Regions from separate parts of the Sus scrofa genome. Here regions 1 and 2 are each linked to region 3. Evidence: chromatin contacts called from public HiChIP or PLAC-seq data. All regions are on one chromosome and are shown on one strand. Each heading gives the region's core, a stretch centred on a gene start, on an enhancer-like site or on the middle of the called end of the contact. The rest is flanking DNA. Distances are from core to core; before and after follow the strand shown. Region 1 has its middle 19 kb from the start of PPP2R2A. Region 2 has its middle 120 kb from the start of DPYSL2. Region 3 has its middle 45 kb from the start of PNMA2.

What was found. HiChIP or PLAC-seq counts read pairs in DNA pulled down with a chosen protein or histone mark.
Region 1: an H3K27ac HiChIP or PLAC-seq map of alveolar macrophages shows a contact between it and region 3. The contact joins two enhancer-like sites. A contact is called at or near these places in 1 of 47 Hi-C or Micro-C datasets (liver) and 1 of 2 datasets of contacts at active chromatin or transcription factors (alveolar macrophages).
Region 2: a contact with region 3 is called in an H3K27ac HiChIP or PLAC-seq map of alveolar macrophages. The contact joins two enhancer-like sites. A contact is called at or near these places in 2 of 47 Hi-C or Micro-C datasets (both in embryonic fibroblasts) and 1 of 2 datasets of contacts at active chromatin or transcription factors (alveolar macrophages).

Annotation. Positions count from the first base shown.
Region 1 is chr14:10,175,019-10,177,718 of Sscrofa11.1, forward strand. No RefSeq gene overlaps it. Among named protein-coding and RNA genes, the nearest start is that of PPP2R2A, 19 kb to the right of the region's middle. Within about 2 kb of position 1,398, at least 68 of the 83 cell types and tissues checked have an H3K27ac peak or open chromatin away from gene starts, as enhancers often do. A contact at or near this core is called in alveolar macrophages and liver, where this site is marked.
Region 2 is chr14:10,549,411-10,552,110 of Sscrofa11.1, forward strand. No RefSeq gene overlaps it. Among named protein-coding and RNA genes, the nearest start is that of DPYSL2, 120 kb to the left of the region's middle. Within about 2 kb of position 1,286, at least 24 of the 83 cell types and tissues checked have an H3K27ac peak or open chromatin away from gene starts, as enhancers often do. A contact at or near this core is called in alveolar macrophages, where this site is marked.
Region 3 is chr14:10,382,070-10,384,769 of Sscrofa11.1, forward strand. No RefSeq gene overlaps it. Among named protein-coding and RNA genes, the nearest start is that of PNMA2, 45 kb to the right of the region's middle. Within about 2 kb of position 1,377, at least 76 of the 83 cell types and tissues checked have an H3K27ac peak or open chromatin away from gene starts, as enhancers often do. A contact at or near this core is called in alveolar macrophages and liver, where this site is marked.

The sequences.
Region 1 (2,700 bases), core at 148-2,647, 210 kb before region 3:
TTAAACATTTCATCTGAAAATAGGGAATTTCATATCCATAGAATTCCGATGATAATAGTGATTGCTTCTGGAGGAAAGTACAGGGAGAGAGAAACTTCCACATTGTAATTTTTGTACGGCTTGAATTTTTTGTATTATGTGCTTAGATCTTTACTACGGTAATCATATGTCTTTTCTAACTAGCACATTCCTTAGACCATTGCATTTACTCTGTACTTTCTGCTACATGATTTCTCAAATCCTCTGGGCATCCTTATCAAGAAGCAATACATCGGAGTTCCATTGTGGCTCAGAGGGTTAAGGACCCAACATAGTCTCCATGAGAGTGCTGGTTTGATCCCGTGCTGCTGCAAGCTGCGGCGTAGGTCGAAGGTGCGGCTCAGATCCAGTGTTGCTGTGGCTGTGGCATAGGCCTCAGCTGCAGCTCCAATCCCTCGCCCCCAGGGAACTTCCATATGCCGCAGGTGCAGCCATAAAAAGAAAAAAAAAAAGAAGAAAGAAAAAGCAACACATTAAGATACCCTTATATTACAGATGAAGATGTTGAAATATAGAAGTAAAGATTGTGAAGAGGAGTTCCTGTCGCAGCACAGTGGAAATGAATCTGACTAGGAACCATGAGGTTGAGGGTTCAATCCCTAGCCTCGCTCAGTAGGTCAGGGATCTGGCAGTTGCCATGAGCTGTGGTGTAGGTCACAAATGCAGTTCGGATCCTGCGTTGCTGTGGCTGTGGTGTAGGCTGGCAGCTGATTCAACCCCTAGCCTGGGAACTTTTATATGCCACGGGTGCAGCCCTAAAAAGATTATTAAGAAACATTGAAAATTAGAGCCAAAAATAGCTCCAAAATAGGTTTAAAATATTTTTATTATGAAATATTTCAAATATTACAAGTAAACAGAACATTATAAAGGACCCTCGTGTACCCATCGCGCCCCACCCTCACTCCATTATTATGTATATATATAAAATCTATCTTTTAAAGTAAAATGTACACACATTGAAATGCACAAATCTTCTCAGGATCCCTTTTCCCCCCTTAATTCCAATCTTGTTTGGCAAAAATCTGGCTCTATTTTCTCCCAGATGTAAATGCTATTGACGGATTTCCTGCTGTTTCCTACACTGAGTTGACTCATCCTTCCCTCGATTTAGGTTTGGTTGGAGAAGAGGAATGTCTTTGTTTTCAGTCGGAAAGCATAGGGGGTACCAAGTCTGGCTGCTGCATTGTTATCCAGTCACAAGTGAAACCCAGGCAGGCCTCCTTTAAACGGTCCTCTTGGCCAGCAGTCAAAGCCTCCCTCCAAAACGGAAGCTCAGGACCCCTTAGCAGTATCCCACCCCTAAGCCAGCCTCAAGCCCGCCCCCCCTTGGTGCTCACCGCGCTGAGTGGGCTATTTGAGCCACCGTTAAAGCGTTCAACGATGCTCCTACTATGTGCCAGTCGCTGCCTATGCTGGACCTCATCTCTAAGAGACCCAAACTTGCAAGCCTCCCAGTTCCCTTTAAAAGCTGGAAAAGAAAATATAAAAATATAAACTTGTCTTCCATCTCGTCGCAGGAGATGAGTCAGCAGAACAGGAAATTCTCCTTGCACAAGCCCTTCTGATCCCGTGGGCTGGGTGTGTGCGGTATCGAGCGAGGGCTGGGAAGGGGAACCGGCTTCTCTACTGCAACCACTTTGAAAGGTGAACAATGCGAGCTGGCCGGTGAGTTGAGGAGTGTTGACACACACCTGGCCAATGAGAACGGTCTTGACACGTTTGGGGGAAAAGCTCAGCCGCTTCCAAATAAGGAACAGGGCAAATAAGGAAACTGGCTGTGGCCAGAGTCTAGGTGGCTTCAGAACAAGAGGTTGGAGGAGTTACCGCCTGTGAAACTCAAAAGGCACCTGAGCGGCAAGCTGGGCTCTCTGGATGTTTGAGGAAAGAGCCATTTAGGGCGGGGTTCAGGGAAGGCCCTTATATGCCACAAAATCTCTCACGGTGCAATCCCTTGCAGCGCAATTCTGCACATGCAGTGAATTACAGGAGGAAGGAGAGCTTGGGTTGGGGAAATGCCTGCCTGACGGAGCCACCTCTGACCCTATATCTAATAGTAGAGCAAAGTCCACCGGGGACCCAAGCCGCAGCCTAGGCTCTGCTCCCTGCCAGCTGTGAGCCTGGGAATAAGTCATTTAATCTCTGCGGGCCCCGTTTTTCTCCCCTGCAGAAAGTCAAACACAATAAGCTAGCTCGCCATATCTAAATGCTGTCGCTCTTGTACAAACGTAAATTGGTTTAGCCTTAAGCCCACTTTTTGCTTTCCTTCCATGACTTTTCCAGTGAGATCATGAGGGAGAAATAGCTGAGTGTGGCTGCTAGCAAAATCAGGACTCTTTAAAATAGCTATTCTGTGGGAATCAGGCCCGTGTGTGTGTGTGTGTGTGTGTGTGTGTGTGTGTGTGTGTACACATTTCCATTGGGTGAGGCTGCGGAGAAGGGCCACGCATTGAGCCAGGTCTAAATGTTTCAGCTTTGCAGAAAAATAAATGCTGCAAGATTGAGGAGTGAGATTTTTGCATAGGAGAAGGAGGTGGGGGAGGGGTAAATGTGCTGAGATTCCAGCACTGAATTAAAAAAAGGATGAGGACGCAGTTAGAAGGATAGGCTGCCAAGGAGCCAAGAAGTAAAAATATGCGGGGGTTTTAAATAGGGTGTAGC
Region 2 (2,700 bases), core at 36-2,535, 170 kb after region 3:
TGCAGTGGACTTGGCACCGAGTTTACATTTCTGATGGATATTCCCCTTGAGTGTTCCTGTCACTCCAAAGGTTTGCCACTTAGAGGCCTCTGGGGACCCAATAAGCCTGGTCAAAGAGCTCAGCACGCCCTCTGCTGGAGACACACATCTTTTACCTTCTACAGTACTTGAGCATTAGGTGACAAAGCAGCAGAATGTAGTCAAGGGCAGCTTTGTCTCTGGAGAGCAAGGAGGAGTTGAGATAGCCACCAGCTGGGGTGCACTGGGGGGTCCTGCCTAGATGGGGGGAAGTGGGCTCCCAGCTTTATCTTCCACTCTCTGTCCACTTACTTTTTGACATCCTACTCCTTCAGTCTTGTGACTTGGTTGTCCTCGGGCTGTCAGCCTCCACCCCCACCCCACCCCCAGCATCCCAGCAGTTCTCTCAAAATTCTTTTTTTTTTTTTTTGTCTTTTGTCTTTAGTTGTTGTTGTTGTTGTTGCTCTTTCTTGGGCCGCTCCCGCGGCATATGAAGGTTCCCAGGCTAGGGGTCGAATCGGAGCTGTAGCCACCGGCCTACGCCAGAGTCACAGCAACGCAGGATCCGAGCCGTGTCTGCAACCTACACCACAGCTCACGGCAACGCCGGATCGTTAACCCACTGAGCAAGGGCAGGGACCGAACCCGCAACCTCATGGTTCCTAGTCGGATTCGTTAACCACTGCGCCACGACGGGAACTCCTCTCAAAATTCTTGAGCCCACATCCTCTGCTTGAACACACCCCAGCTCTGGACCTCCGGTCACAGCTGCCCTGCCAGCCAGCAGCCCCCACATCGCTATCTTGACCCAGAGCCCCAGCTCCCAAGGACAGACATGACACCATCGAAGTGAAGACTTCCTGACAGTTGCTTCTTTTCTCCTGGGTCATCCACGCCGTCGGCCAGAGGGTGAGGAATGAGGGTTCATGACCCAACCCAGCTGCCTGGCTTCCTTCCAGTCCACAGATGGGTTCTGGGGAGTCCGAGTGCTCCTGTGCAACAGGGGCCTGTGGATCTAAGACAAACAGACTGCCAGATATTCCTTTAGCAAAGATGGGTTTATTCGGGATCAGCAGAGAATTGCCATTCAGGGTCTGCAACCAGGGGGAGCCACGGGCAAGTCCCCACAAGGCAGGCGAAGGAGAACAGTTTTTTGTTTTTTGTTTTTTTTTAAATCGAGGAAAAGGAAGTTAGGAGGTGCTAGTAAACAGAGTCCATGGCTTTCATTGGCTGAGCTCTTGCCAGGAAAGAAGAGTCTCTCTTCCTCCTGTTGGGCTCAGCTCTCATCTTAGGGCATGAGAGCTCCCCCTGCTGGTCTCTCGATTCTATGTCATTGAAGTTTCTGTTTGTTAATTTTTTTTTTTTTTTCTTGGCAGGGCTTGAGGCATGTGGAAGTTCCTGGACCAAGGATCAAACTCCATAGCTGTAACCAGAACCACAGCCGTGACAACGCTAGATCCTTAACCCGCTGAGCCGCCAGGAAACTGTTAATTTCCTACGGGACTATGGAAAGCCAGTCATCTAACCTCATCTTCCTTTCTTTTCTCTGTTGTCACCCATCTGGGCATCTCATCTCTGCACCTTCTCCCCTTGGTCAACCTCCCAAGCCCAAACTCTCCATATGGGCTTCATGATCAACAGACTCACTCACGATTCCATAAACTCTCATCCTCACAGAACACTTGCCCCCCCATCTTTGCCTTAAAAGAAAACCTGGTCCCCCTTGCTAAGGACAACGTTTTGCCCTTGGTCTTCTCAGGTGGCACTTCCTCTACACCTAACTCTTCAGGGGGTAGGGGGTTGACGTCCTTGCTGCTCAAACCTCAGTACTTCCTCCCCACCGGGTCATCTGGCCGAGCGGCCCCCACACCTGCTCCCTGCTGGCATTTCCTGATTCAGAGACCCTTCTCATTCATTGCAGACTTTGGTGTCAAGTCATGGGGCAGTGCTGCTCTCCACCACCAGTAGGAATTACTTCAGCATCCACGCCAATGATCCGCCCAGGGTCCTAGACTTTGTGCTACCTTAGCTATCTACGCCCCAGGCTGTTGTATTTCCACAAATGCTCTCCTTGCTGAAATCACATGCCTGCTCCGATCATTCCTCTGGTCATTTTGGTTGACTTGTTCAAACATTCCCACTGCTCCTGTTCTCTGGTACCACCAGGTTTTCCTGTCCAACACCCTATCTGTCTTCTCTCTCCACCGGCCTCCTCCTGTCTTCCCTCCCTGTGCTCCTGAGAGTCCAAGGTACGTCATTTCATTCATTCTCTCGCCAACATCCCGAATCCCTTGACCTTTGTCCTTTCATTGCATCCTCTTTGTCAAACTTCAACCCTTGATGAACCCAGCCATCCTCCTCTCTAGCTTGGGCACAAACCACAGACTTAAGCTAGAGGAAACTGCACGTTGCTATCCTGAGAAAACCCTGGCACTGACTCCAGCTGTATGCTGATCCCTGAACACTTCCCAGGAATCCTACCTTTTTTTTTTTTTTTTCTTTTCTGCAGTAGGCTCGTGTCCTACATTCATCTCGAATCACTGTCCTGCTTTCCCCCGTGTCCACCTCTGTCTTAACCTCTGCTTCATAAAGAAGGTATGAACCAGCAAGCAGAAACTTCTTTGACATCTTTCTACCAGATGAGTTAAACTTCAGCTGTACCCACCCAACCTATCCTCTTCC
Region 3 (2,700 bases), core at 127-2,626:
CACCGGGGCATGCAGAAGTTCCCGGGCAAAGCATGGAACACTTGCCATAGCAGCGACCCAAGCCGCTACAGTGACAAAGCAGGATCCTCAACCCGCCGAGACACAAGAGCATTTCTTAGGTCCTTTCTATGCAAAGTGTCCTGCACAGCTCCATAGGCAGCAGTAGCACAGTGCGTGAGCGAGTTAGAAACACAGGCACCCACGTTGGACCAACTGAATGGGCATATGCGTTGTAGAAAGTTTCCAAGGTGACCCACCGCACTTTCGGGTTTGAAAAGTACTGCTTAGATCCTGATAAATGCTAGGGAGAAAAGGTGAACTGTGAAGGGGTTGGCCTCGATGGGAAGGAGACTTTGAGTAGAGGAGGCGAGCTCCGCAGATACCCGGAGGAAGAAGCTGCAGCAAAAGGTAAGACAGAGCAAGCGGGTGAAGGAGACTCTGGAAGAAGCCGACTCCTCCTCCCCTGACCTTTATTCCAGGCCTTTTGTTTTGGGTGTGCTCCTGCTGCGGCGCAGTGTCTGAGCGCGGCTCTTTGGGCGGTATAGCTAGATCTCCATTCGCAGGATGCTAGCAGCGCCGTGCACTGTGCTTACTCTTGTGCACTGATACGTAGCTTTTCCGCCCAGAGTTGCTGCCATTCCGTCACAGCTCCCAAGGCTTTCTCTTTGAAACGCCCCCCCCCCACCAACCTGCCAGGCTAGTACAGGAAAAAATCCCAAGGCCACCCTTTCAGTTTACCCTTTCTCTCGGCTTCCCCTACCTAAACGTTCCGCCCTAAGCTCCGCCTCTCATCCCTGCGATCTTCCCGTTTTTCAATGCCTGCACCATCGAAACTCTTAGGACAGTAGTCCAGGCAAGTGGATCACAAATGGGGCCGAAAATCAACCAGGCCTTCAATGGCCCTTGGTTTCTGAGCGTGAGGACGCGGACTCCGGCCTGGATCCCCAAAAGAACCAGCCTCCGCCGCCCAGCCTGGGACCTTGGCGCAGCCACTTGATCCCGCCACTCTGTTCTTTCCTCCGATATGAGGAGATAACACCGCCTCACTGGGTTGTTTTGAGGCCCAAGAGAGAGCATTTGTAGGAGAGTATTTTGTAAGCGACAGAGGGCCAAACACACGCAACTAACTTCAGTTCTCTGATTGCGGCTAAATGATAGATGTCTGGCTCCCTCCCCCCACCCTACCCCGGCCATCTTCCGGTTTCTTCCGCACCCGGAGTTGCCCTCCCGCCGGGTGACTGCACACACCATACATGATTCCGCATCTCCGGCCACAGGTTTCCCCCGGGAAGAGAGGCTGGGTGCGGAGGAGAGGGCTGATTGGCTGGGCAGGAAGTGGGACGAGCGGTGACGTGCAGAGCCCGGGAGAATACGCCTAGCTGTGCCGGGGCTGCGGCGAGGGCGGGGGCAGGGGCGGGACCGAAAGGGTGCTGACCTGTAGAGAGGCGGGGTGGTGGGGAGAAGTGGGGAACTCAGAAGGATTGGAGAGAAGGGAGAGGGGGCGGAGGAAGGAGGAGGGAAGGGTGGGGTCGGGCAGGGTGGAGAAGAGATGGAGAGCGAAAGGAACAGTGTGGAGAGGGGAGATGGGCGGGGCGGGAGGGGGGTGCGGGCAGGAAAGTGGGATCGGGGACACCCTGGGGAGGAGGGGGAAGGGGCGGAATGAGGAGGGGGGATGGGTGGGGAAGGGTGGGGATGGGTGGGGATGGGCGGGGTGGAAGGGGGAAGGAGAGGGAAAGAACTGGAAGTGGAGGGTAGAGTCTGACCGAGAGGAAAAGGGGAGGGCCGGGGTGGAAAAGAGATGGGGGCAAGGGGCCCCTTTCTTTGGCCTGGGTGGAGACCTGGTCTCGTCCGGCGGGTCAAGCGGAAGACTGTCCCTGGTGAATCGTCACTGGTCCGTAGGGGAAGGGACAGAGCCTGAGTTGCGGAGGAGGGGGCTCGGGAGAGAGAGGCACCCGCAGAGGCGCCAGGCGGGAATAGGGTTTAGCAGGCGCCCGCGGAGACTTGGCTCCGCGCGTCGCTGCGCCTGGGAGGTTTCTCTTCACAGCGCGTTTCTGGGCCTTTCGGTTCTTCCCCCGCCGGCAGTTCTCACAGCCGCCGCCCTTTCCTCCCTTGGCCGCTGTCCCGCGCAGGAGCGAAGGGCAGTCGGGTTCGTGTCCCGGCACTGTCTGGCTGGCTGGCGGGGCAGAGGGATGGGCACTCAGTGACCCGCAGCCCGACTTCCCTGTGGGCTCTGTGCGGGTTCTTGGGGTGTGGAACTGGAGTATGAGGTAACCAGGAGGACCCCAGGAGAAGGTACTTGTGGAGATCTGACCTCCGGGTTTGCCAGCATCAGGGCGGAGGAAGCATGGGCCTTGAAAGAAGGAAGGGATCTGGGTGCCCCCCAGGCCGGGAGAATGAGGAGATGGAGGAGCTGGCCTACTGGGGTCTAGGACTGGAGGAGTGAGAGGCCAGCCGGAAAGGTCCCGGCCCATTCAGTGCCTGCAGAGTCAGCTGTGTGACCCTCAGCTTTGTGACCCAGGGGGAGGTAGCCCTCCCAGCCTTTAAGTCTTCTCCTGCAGGTGGGACACTGCCTCACTGTTGTGAAGGTTTATAAAGTATGTGAAATGAGCTATTCCCAGCATGGCAGCTGCTTAGGAAGCTTAGTCCTTTTCCCTCCTGGAAGGAGAAGACGTTGAACTTGAGAGGCCTTGCTGGATACTT